Regions from separate parts of the Mus musculus genome. Here regions 1 and 2 are each linked to region 3. A link is a contact called in public HiChIP or PLAC-seq and promoter capture Hi-C data. All regions are on one chromosome and are shown on one strand. The core of a region is the stretch at or near the end of the contact, and the rest is flanking DNA. Distances in the headings are between cores, read along the strand shown. Region 1 holds the start of Themis2 (thymocyte selection associated family member 2). Region 2 holds the start of Stx12 (syntaxin 12). Region 3 holds the start of Gmeb1 (glucocorticoid modulatory element binding protein 1).

Evidence for each region. Promoter capture Hi-C pulls out the DNA fragments that hold promoters and counts their contacts. HiChIP or PLAC-seq counts read pairs in DNA pulled down with a chosen protein or histone mark.
Region 1: an H3K4me3 HiChIP or PLAC-seq map of bone marrow-derived macrophages shows a contact between it and region 3, with 4 times the contacts expected there. The contact joins the promoter of Themis2 here to the promoter of Gmeb1 in region 3. A contact is called at or near these places in 2 of 39 promoter capture datasets (the C10 cell line and pre-B cells) and 1 of 115 datasets of contacts at active chromatin or transcription factors (bone marrow-derived macrophages).
Region 2: a contact with region 3 is called in a promoter capture Hi-C map of pre-B cells, with 2.2 times the contacts expected there. The contact joins the promoter of Stx12 here to the promoter of Gmeb1 in region 3. A contact is called at or near these places in 1 of 39 promoter capture datasets (pre-B cells) and 1 of 115 datasets of contacts at active chromatin or transcription factors (astrocytes).

Annotation. Positions count from the first base shown.
Region 1 is chr4:132,794,683-132,797,776 of GRCm38.p6, forward strand. It overlaps Themis2 (thymocyte selection associated family member 2), which reads right to left and starts at 1,682. Exons shown (of 6, transcript NM_001033308.2): 1 at 1,578-1,682. The coding sequence starts at 1,671.
Region 2 is chr4:132,882,491-132,885,734 of GRCm38.p6, forward strand. It overlaps Stx12 (syntaxin 12), which reads right to left and starts at 1,968. Exons shown (of 9, transcript NM_133887.4): 1 at 1,758-1,968. The coding sequence starts at 1,875. It also overlaps the pseudogene Gm13033.
Region 3 is chr4:132,260,053-132,263,149 of GRCm38.p6, forward strand. It overlaps Gmeb1 (glucocorticoid modulatory element binding protein 1), which reads right to left and starts at 1,497. Exons shown (of 10, transcript NM_020273.2): 1 at 1,439-1,497. It overlaps Gm28874 (a long non-coding RNA gene), which reads left to right. Exons shown (of 2, transcript XR_390809.4): 1 at 1-548.

The DNA.
Region 1 (3,094 bases), core at 432-2,931, 530 kb after region 3:
TGTTAGTAGTCTAGGATGTAAGATGGCCCAGGTCCCATCTGCAGCAGGGCAGGTAATGTGGGGGTGGGAGGAGGGGGAGGTGAGGGTGGCTGGAGGCAGAACATGGGGTATCAACCTCCAAAACTGGAATCCCATGTGGTCAGGAATTCTACCACACCTTGCCCCATAGGGTCATCTACCTTCCCGTTCACCTCATTTGCATACCGACACTCTGTGACATCCGTCTGTCCTCACGTCACCCCAAGTCCTTCCACTTCCCATCACCCCAGGTCATAGCAGATGAGGAAACTCGGGTATTGTGACACAGGTAAGCAAGAGACGCTGGGAGGATGTTCTGAGCTGGAGAAAAGAATGACCAGGCTCCCAGAGTCCCACTTCAGGGACCCATCAGATTCCGATGGACCAGAGAGACTCACTGTGGTGGCCCTTGTGTGATCCTCCTAGGTCAGTCTATAACCCGCTTGGCCATCAGAACACTTTGCTGGCAGCTGCTGTGGCAGAGCCTGGCTCGCTCACTCCAGGGAGTAGAATGAAGCAGGCATCCATGAGACAGCTTGCTGTCTGAGGGAGGAGCCCTGAATCTCAGCATCTCCCTCCACTCTCGCCTCTGCCCTCCACAGAGCAGCCCGGTCGGTCCCTTTTCTTCCCTCCCTTACCCAAGTGGTCAGTCCCTGGTCACATGTTATTTGGCCAGTAACTGGTGGCTGTGTCCTGATATGGCCATCTCTTCTCTGCTATGGGTTGCGGAAAGCCATGGGCAAGGAGCAAATGTACAGGCAAAAAGCGGGGAAGGATCCCCCTGGTAGGAGGACCACTCCATCTGAGAATCCAGCAGAGGAACAGAGAGACTCAGAGGCAAGGAGCAGAGAGTTCAGCGGGAGGGCTGATCTGGTGCTAAAATAACGAACTGGAATATATCTTAGTGGTGAGAGCTCAGGGTCCTGGGTTGGATCCTTGCAGAAAGGGAAAGAAGATAATAAAAGAGAACGGAGGGAGGGAGCAAGAAAGAAAAATGAACAGTGAACCAGGCATGGCAAATTCAGGCAGAGGCAGACGGATCGCTGCAAACTTAAGGCCAGCCTGGGCTACAAAACAAGGTCCTCTCAGAACAACCCCAATAACGACAGTGAGCACCCTAGTGCCTGTCTGAAACGATGGACGAGTTATCCCCACTTATTTGTCCATTTATTGTTATAATTGTTCTTGTTGCTTGAGACAGGATTTCCTAGGCTGTTCAGATCGCTCCTGCCTAGCTGCCACACAATTTCTGTTAGCATTACCGAGGAGCCTCAGTTGAGAAAAAGCCTGAGTTAAACTCAGGACTTCTCATCACCCATGGGACAAAAGCTGAAGAGCAGGGAGGTGGCGCCTTTTGGTGCGGATTCATAAAACTTCGGACAGCAGCGTCTGAACTCAACCCCAGATCCCTCAGGGTCTAACTCTGTAGCCCAAACTGACCTGCAATCACTTTATAGAACAGGCTAGCTTCGAACTCATCCTCCCGCCACAGCTCCCCAGTGTTGGCATTACAGGCATGACCCATCATACCTAGCTCCTTCCACCCAGAGCCCGCTCACCCTCAAAGTAGACTCCGGAGCAGACCCGCAGCACGCGCGGAAGGGAGGTGGGGTCCAGGCCGCTCACAAAGTCCTGCAGCGGCACCGGCTCCATGGTCGCGTTCCGACTAGATTTGCTCAGACTGATCGGCAGCTTGCAGAGGACAGTCCGGAAGCCACGCCCACCGAGGCCACGCCCCTCAGGTCGGGAGCCCTACAGGGTTCTCTGAAGCGCCCCGAACTCTTGAATGGGGACTTTATTTCCCCTGACCTGTCTCTTCATCTCTAAAATTGAATCTTTTCTTAAGGTTTCTAATGTGATAAAACACCATGACCAAAAGCAACTTGGGGAGGGAAGGGTTTATTATCTTACAACTCTGGGATCACAGAGGTTAGTCAGAACAGAAACTCCGGACAGATAGAGAGAGATAAAGGGACTGGGACTGGTACAAGCCATAAAGAAACACAGCTTACTGGTTTGCTCAGTTTGCTTTCTTACACAACTCAGGACCACCTGCCCAGGGTTGGCACTACCTACACCCTATGGGCTGGGCCCACCCACACCAATCATAAGTGGAGAAAATGCACTACAGGCTTGCCTACAAGCAGTCTGATGGAGGCATTTCTCAACAGAGGTTCCCAGATAATTCTAACTTGGGTCAAATTGACCAAAGAACAACCAGGACAATTCCCACACCTTTCTTTACTTGGCTCCATCGAACAGATCTAACATCAAGACTTGATAATTTTTTTTTTTTTTTTTTTTGAGACAGGGTTTCTCTGTATAGCCCTGGCTGTCCTGGAACTCACTTTGTAGACCAGGCTGGCCTCGAAGTCAGAAATCCGCCTGCCTCTGCCTCCTGAGTGCTGGGATTAAAGGCGTGTGCAGTTACACCTGGCAAGACTTGATAATTTGATACCCAGAGGTCTGGTGTGTGTGTGTGTGTGTGTGTGTGTGTGTGTGTGTGTGTGTGTGTATGTATGTGTGTGTGTGTGTGTGAGAGAGAGAGAGAGACAGAGAGAGAGACAGAGACACAGAGAGACAAAGACACAGAGACACAGAGACACAGACACAGACACAGAGACATAGAGACAGACCCGAGACAGAGACAGACAGAGAGAGTATCCCTTAGCACAAATTGTACTTAAATTACTGTGTAGCTGAAGATGACCTTGAACTTCTGATCTTCCTTCTTCCACCATCTAAAATGAGTGTGGTCACACACACTTTATTAGATGCTGAGGACTAAACCTAGGGCTTCATGGATTCAAAGCAAACACTCTACTAAGTGAGCTGCATCCTCTGCCTTGTTTTGGGTTTTTGAGGCAGGATTTCACATAATCCACTGTGTAGCTGAGAATGGCTTCCTTAGACTCCTGATGCTCTTGATGCCTCCTCCTGCCAGGTTCTGGAATAACAGGCATGTACCATTTAACTACCTCAGACCATGAAGATGTTGAACAGATAAAAACGATCCCACTTCCCCAGCTGAGATGTGCCCCCAGATGCCTCTTCCACAGTACTCCAAGTTCAAACA
Region 2 (3,244 bases), core at 718-3,217, 620 kb after region 3:
TTTCTTCTTTCTGGTGGTTCAAAACAAGGTTTCTCTGTGTAGCCCCTGGCTGTCCTGAAACTCTGTAAACTGGCTAGCCTCTCAAACTCTGAGATCTACCTGCCTCTGCCTCTCAAGTACTGGAATTGAAGGCATGACCCCGCCCCCAACACCTGGCACAAAATTTTCTTTATTATTTTTGTGTGTATGATATGTGGAACATACATAGAACTAATGTAAACAGACACATTGTGTGTGCCAGGGAACGAGTGTGGCTGAGTGTGGAGGTCAGAGTACAGCTCTGTGGAGTTAATTTGCTCCTTCCACGTTCATCTGGGTTCTGGGGCTCAAATCAGATGGTCAGGCCTGCACAGCAAGCACTTTACCTGAACCATCTTGCCAGCCCCTTGAAAAGAATTTTCTGATTTATCCTGTATTATAGCTCCTTAACAAAAGGAAACTGGGACACAAAGTACCATACTGTCTAGTCATCAATTATTATTGTGTTTTTCATATCTGGGTTAACAAGCTGAGTATTCGTACTACCTCCATACACCCAGGCCTAACCCTTCCTGCCTGAAACTTTCTACCTCTCAAATCCTACAGTATACATTTAGATATAAAAGCAAAGTGACAAGCTGGGTGTGGTGGCGTACATTGTTAATCCCAGCACTTGGGAGGCAGAGGCAGGTGGATCTCTAATTTTGAAGCCAGCCTGGTACACAGAGTGAGTTCCAGGATAGTCAGAGCTACAAAAAAACTGTCTCAAAAAGAAAATAAAAGCACAGTGGTAGCTTATGCTTTAAAGCTTAGGACATAACTGCAATTCAGAACTGACTCTACTTATTAACAGTATAGCTAAGCTCACAAAAAAAAAAAAAAAAAAAAAAAACAGAATAATAAACAACACAGATGGTTGTCACCATTTTTAAAGTAAAATTGCTTCTGTTGTTCTGTTTACAGGGCTCTGGGATGATTCTGAAACTCAAAAACAGCCTGTACTTGACTCTAGCTACAGAAGGGAGTTTTAAGGTAAGCAGTTACAAACTGACTTGGCCCAACCCTGCCATCTCTTACTTGGTGTGTAATTGTGGCCAAGAGTAGCTCTCAACGGAGGCAGAAGAGGACATCTTCATGCTTGAAATGGGAAAAACGTTCGCTACAAAGACAACCTAACCTAAAATGTTCCCGGTGCATTCTGTGCCATAAAGCAGCAGTCCTCCCGTCCCTTAAATGCCAGGCACTGACTGACGTCCAGGTTAATTACAGGAAACACAGTGTATTAAGTCACTCGAACGCACGCATTCTCCACTTCCCTTAATTGAAAGTTGCTGATGTCTGAGGACCCAACCGCTGAGCTGAATGTGAACCTAAAGTCGCAACCAAGTAAGCACCCCCTGATCGGAACTGAGGAAAACAAGGTGGGTGGGGAGAGGGGGACGGCGACGACAGGAAAAACTCGGCTGACCACTGCGCCAAGTCAAGACTGCTGCTCACAGTCCTGGAGATGACACACACTCCCTCCCACCATCGGGGCTGTCGGCTCTGTTGACCCCCAACACCGTGAACTCTAACCGCCTAAGACAGGGGTGTGGACCTAAAGGGCCCGAGCCTGGCCGACCCAGGGAAAGGCAGCTCGCCGCGCCCAGAGTGGAGGCTCGCGACGGCCTCAAGGTGTGGCCTGAGCTGCGACCCAGACCGGGCTCCCCGACTTGGCAGCTTCACCACCGTCTGTCCCTCAGGCCGCCCCCAGCTCCCGGCTGGGTCCCCTCGCTCACTGGCTTGGCTGATCCGCTGGATGTTGCCACTGCATGTCTGGATGATGCTGTTGAAGTCCCGGGGCTGAGGCCCCGACGGCCCGGGGTTCCGATACATGTCTAAGGGACCGTAGGACATGACAGTGAGCAGAGACCGGGTCGCGCTTCGCGGCGCTCCTACCGGAAGCTGCCACTGACCGGGCCCAGCAGCTGAGAGGAAAACCGGGAAGAGAAAGGGCGGGGAAGGGACCGCGACTGCGTGCGCACTGACCCCCCGCCCATCGCGGTGCGCATGCGCGCGCTCCGCCCCATCCTGCAGTGCGCGTGTGCGGCTGGAATTGGCGGTGGGTCGTCTCTTGAGAGTTTTCGAACTGCTGGCGGTGAGCGTTCTCGCAAGACCCGACTCCTCCAGCTGTGAAGCCAGTACAGGACCGGACTTCTTCAGCCTGTCGTCTACAGACGGCGCGCCCCGCATTCCACGACCTTCCGGCCGCCAACACGCTCATCCGCATCCTGCTGCTCCCGCATCCTGCCGCTCCCGCATCCTGCTGCTCCGCGCGGCACTGTTGTTCAGGCACCCAGCAAGTTCTTGCTTTTCCAACCCATGTCAAAATCGAGGTGAATGCATGAGCATGGAATGGGACCAGTACACGTGCAGTTGTACCCGACAGGATTCGATGGTGAAAACTGTTCAACACCTAAATTTCTAGCAAGAATAAAGTTACTACTGAAACCATCCGCCAATACGGTGTGCCCCGTGCTTACCCACTTCAAGGGATTCTGGGACATTGTTGATTAACATTTCCTTCCTTTGAGGTCAGGCTGGTATACAGGGTGAGTTCCAGGACAGCCAAGGTTACATAGAGAAACCCTGTCTCGGAAAACCCACTCACACTCCAAACAAATAAAAACCATTCCCTTCCTGCGGAATTCAGTCATGAGATATGTTGCCAGCCAGATGGCATTTGATTGACAGCCCACCAACTTACAATGTGCACCACACCTACGAAAACTGGGCACCCTTCTCCAACCTCTCCTACTACATCAGAGCCTCTCCTCCTGTAACAGATGACTGCCTGACTCCCATCCTGTGAAAGGGAAGAAGAGGGTTTCTGATTCAAAAGATTATGGGGAAAATTCTAAGAAAAAAATTCATCCTTGACCCCCAGGGCTCGAATATGATATTCACATTCTTCGGCCAGCAATTCACCCACCAGTATCTCAAGACAGACCAGAAACAAGGACATATATTCACTAGAGGGCTGGGCCATGGAGTGGACATATAAGCCATGTTTATGGTAAAACTCCAGATAGACAGCATAAACTGCTCCTTTGCTTTCTCTTTTAATTATTTATTTTTATGCTCATTGGTCTTTTGCCTGTACCTGTGAGGGTGACAGAGCCCCTGGACCTGGAGTTACAGAGAGCTGTGAGCTGCCATGTGAATGCTGGGAATTGAACCTGTGTCCTCTGGAAGAGCAGCCAGTGTTCTTAACTGCAGAGTCATT
Region 3 (3,097 bases), core at 247-2,746:
AGCCAAAACCAACAACAAGTCTCCAATTTGCAACTTTATTACTTAAGCACAAAACTCACTAAGTCCACCGTATGCACTTGGTTGTTCAGCCAAAGTGAACTCAGATATAATGAACCCAAGGTCATTTCACTCTGCAGGAAGTATCCAGAGGAAGTGAAGTTCTATATAAATCACAGATTGGATGGAGACTCCTATATAGGTGTTTGAAGGAATCAAGGAATACGTTTTTAAAAGTCACCCCTCTAAGAGTGTAAGAAATCAAAACAGGGCCCAAACTAACCCAACAAAGCTCAAATACACCTACTCAATGAACTTAAGTATAAAAGAAAAACAAGTTATTATATGGTTGAAAAATTAGAAGCGTTAGGCCCAAGCTCTTATGAAAACGTTCCATAATACTAGCCAAGGAAAGGGGGCTGGGCAGATGGCAAGAGTGTACAGATGTGGAGAAAACCCCTACTTCCTGGTTCTCCTAGAGTCAGTAACAGGTCGCATTTTGAGAGCTCAGGGTTTCCTTGCTCCTTGGACAGCCAGGTCAAGACCCTCGGGTAAGATTCTGCCCACATTTCTCTTGCCTCTCAAACCGAGGACACCTGGCCAATTCCCTGTCATTTCTGAAAGCAAGGGGTACCCTCTTCCCAGCAAGTACCTTCTCACTAACCCCATAACCTTAGGCTTCCCTCGTCTCCTGACGCAGGAAACCACCCTACTCTCCACCTAGCCACCGGAGGCCCTCCACTCTGAAGCCCTCACGGGGACCCTTCTCCTTCTTACTGCCCTTCATCTTGGGAAGGACGCTGCCTCCTCTCCTAAGCCCTCCAAAGGACCTTCCTCCTCCTCCTCCTCCTCCTCCTCCTCTCCAGGTCTGGTGGCCCAGGCCTCTCCCCTCGGGCGAAGGCTTGACCCTATTCCCTGCACCCCACCCCCACCCCAGCACGCCGCCCTCTCCCCCGACCCGGCCCGACCCAGGCCTGACCCAGCTCCTCCGCGCAAGGCCCAAGCTCCCAAACCCCGTATTTTTGGGGTGGGGAGGGATTCCCCTGGCCCCTCCGCGAGGACTTCCGGGCCCCTCGGTCCGGGGGCGCCGAGCCTTCCCCACCCCCCCAACCCCCGCCCAGTACGGGGTTCGTAGGACCCGGAGCCTAGGCCCGGCCGGCCACGCTGGGGGCGGCCCGGCGGCTCGGGCGGACCCAGCGGCAGCGTCCCCCCACCCCCCCCGCGGCGCCGCGACGTCCGCTCGCTCCCCGGCGGCGGCGGCGGCACGCACAGGGCGTGGGGAGGCGCCCGCGGAGGCAGCAGCCCCCCGCCCCCTGCGCGCCCGCCCGCCCTCGCCCTCGCCCTCGCCGTCGCCGTCGCCGGCCGCCGCGCGGCCCCCGCGCCCGCCCCCCCCCGCCCCCAGCCCTCGCCGCGCCGCGCGCCCACCCCTCCCCCTCCTCACCGTCTCCGTCGGGCGGGCGGGCGGGCGGCGAGCGGCCAGGGCGGGCGGGCGACGGAGCATGCGCACAAAGCCGCCACGGCGGCCGCCGCCACCGCCGCCGCCAAGCCGGGCTCCAGCACTTCCGGCCGCCGCGGCGGGCGAGCCGGCGCCTTAAAGGGGACGCGTCCTTATTGCGGGCCGCGCAGGGGATACACCTCCCCCCTCAGCCTAGCGATTTAGGGGAGCCTGAGAGCTTAGGCCTTCGGTCCTAGAAAGGCAGTGTTGGAGAAGTCGCGGGAGGCCCCAGGGGACTGAATAAGGTTTAGATGCAGAGGTCATCTCGCCCTGACTCTTGTGGAGGACTAGGGCTTTTCTTTCTCCAAATCCTCTTTATTGACGCTTACAATTTATCAGGATTTCAGGTTACCAATGTGGAATGAAAAGATGCTGCTGAGCATAGATAGTAACCCCTTCCCGCGTCCAAACCATGGCTCTTTGCGCAGGTTTTCCTGCTTGTCCGGGTTCGGAGTTCAAATTTGAACTTCCTTGGAACCGGTACAACAACTGTGCAGTGACTTGACAACTCTAAGCCACCTATTTCCCGAAAGGTACATGTCGTTCATGTACAATGAAATGATACTTGAAAAGTACTTGGGCAAGTTTCTGAGGCCGGGGAATAGTAACTGACAAGCTTTAAGGCAATGTGGTCAGGCCTTGGGGTTAGATGCTTTTGGTTTATAAATTCCTCAGAGCCACCTTACTCTTTCATTCTCATCTTTGAAAGTTAAACAGGAACGTCGGCACGTGCTGGTGGTACACGCTTTTAATTCCACAATTCCTGTCTAGCCTGGTCTACATAGTGGGTTCTAGGCCAGCTGTGGCTACATAATGAGACCTTGTCTCAAAAAAAAAAAGCAAGCCAAACGTAGAGATGAGGGGTGTGAGGAGGGAAGTAGGTCGGTAGGTAGAACACGTGCAGAAGACCCACAAGGGTTATTTCCCATCTTTCTTCCTATAGACATTGTGTTGTATCTGTCTTCTTTGCTTCCAAAGGGCAGGTTGTGGGCTGTGTGTGTGTGTGTGTGTAGAGATGGCACGTTGGGTGCAGGCTCCTGACCACCTGAGTTCCACCACTCGAACCTACATAGTGATTTTTTTTTTTTTTTTTTTTTTAATTGAGACAGGGTTTTCTGTGTAGCCCTGGCTGTCCTGGAATTCACTTTGTAGACCAGGCTGGTCTCGAACTCAGAAATCCGCCTGCCTTTGCCTCCCAAGTGCTGGGATTAAAGGAGTATGCCACCACTCTAAATGTGATTTTTAAAAAAGATATATAAGTGTGTGAGAGCGGGTTTTTTTTTTTTAAGATTTATTATATGTAAGTACACTGTTGTCTTCAGACACTCCAGAAGAGGGCATCAGATATTGTTACAGATGCTTGTGAGCCACCATGTGGTTGCTGGAATTTGAACTCAGGACCTTTGAAAGAGCAGTCAGTGTTCTTAACTGCTGAGCCATCTCTGCAGCCCTTGTTTTGTTTTTTAAGAATTTATTTATTTATTTCATATATGTGAATACACTGTCATTGTCTTCAGACACACCAGAAGAGGGCATCAGATCCCATTACAGATGGTTGTGAGCCACCATGTGGTTCCTGGGAATTGAACTCAGGACCTCTGGAAA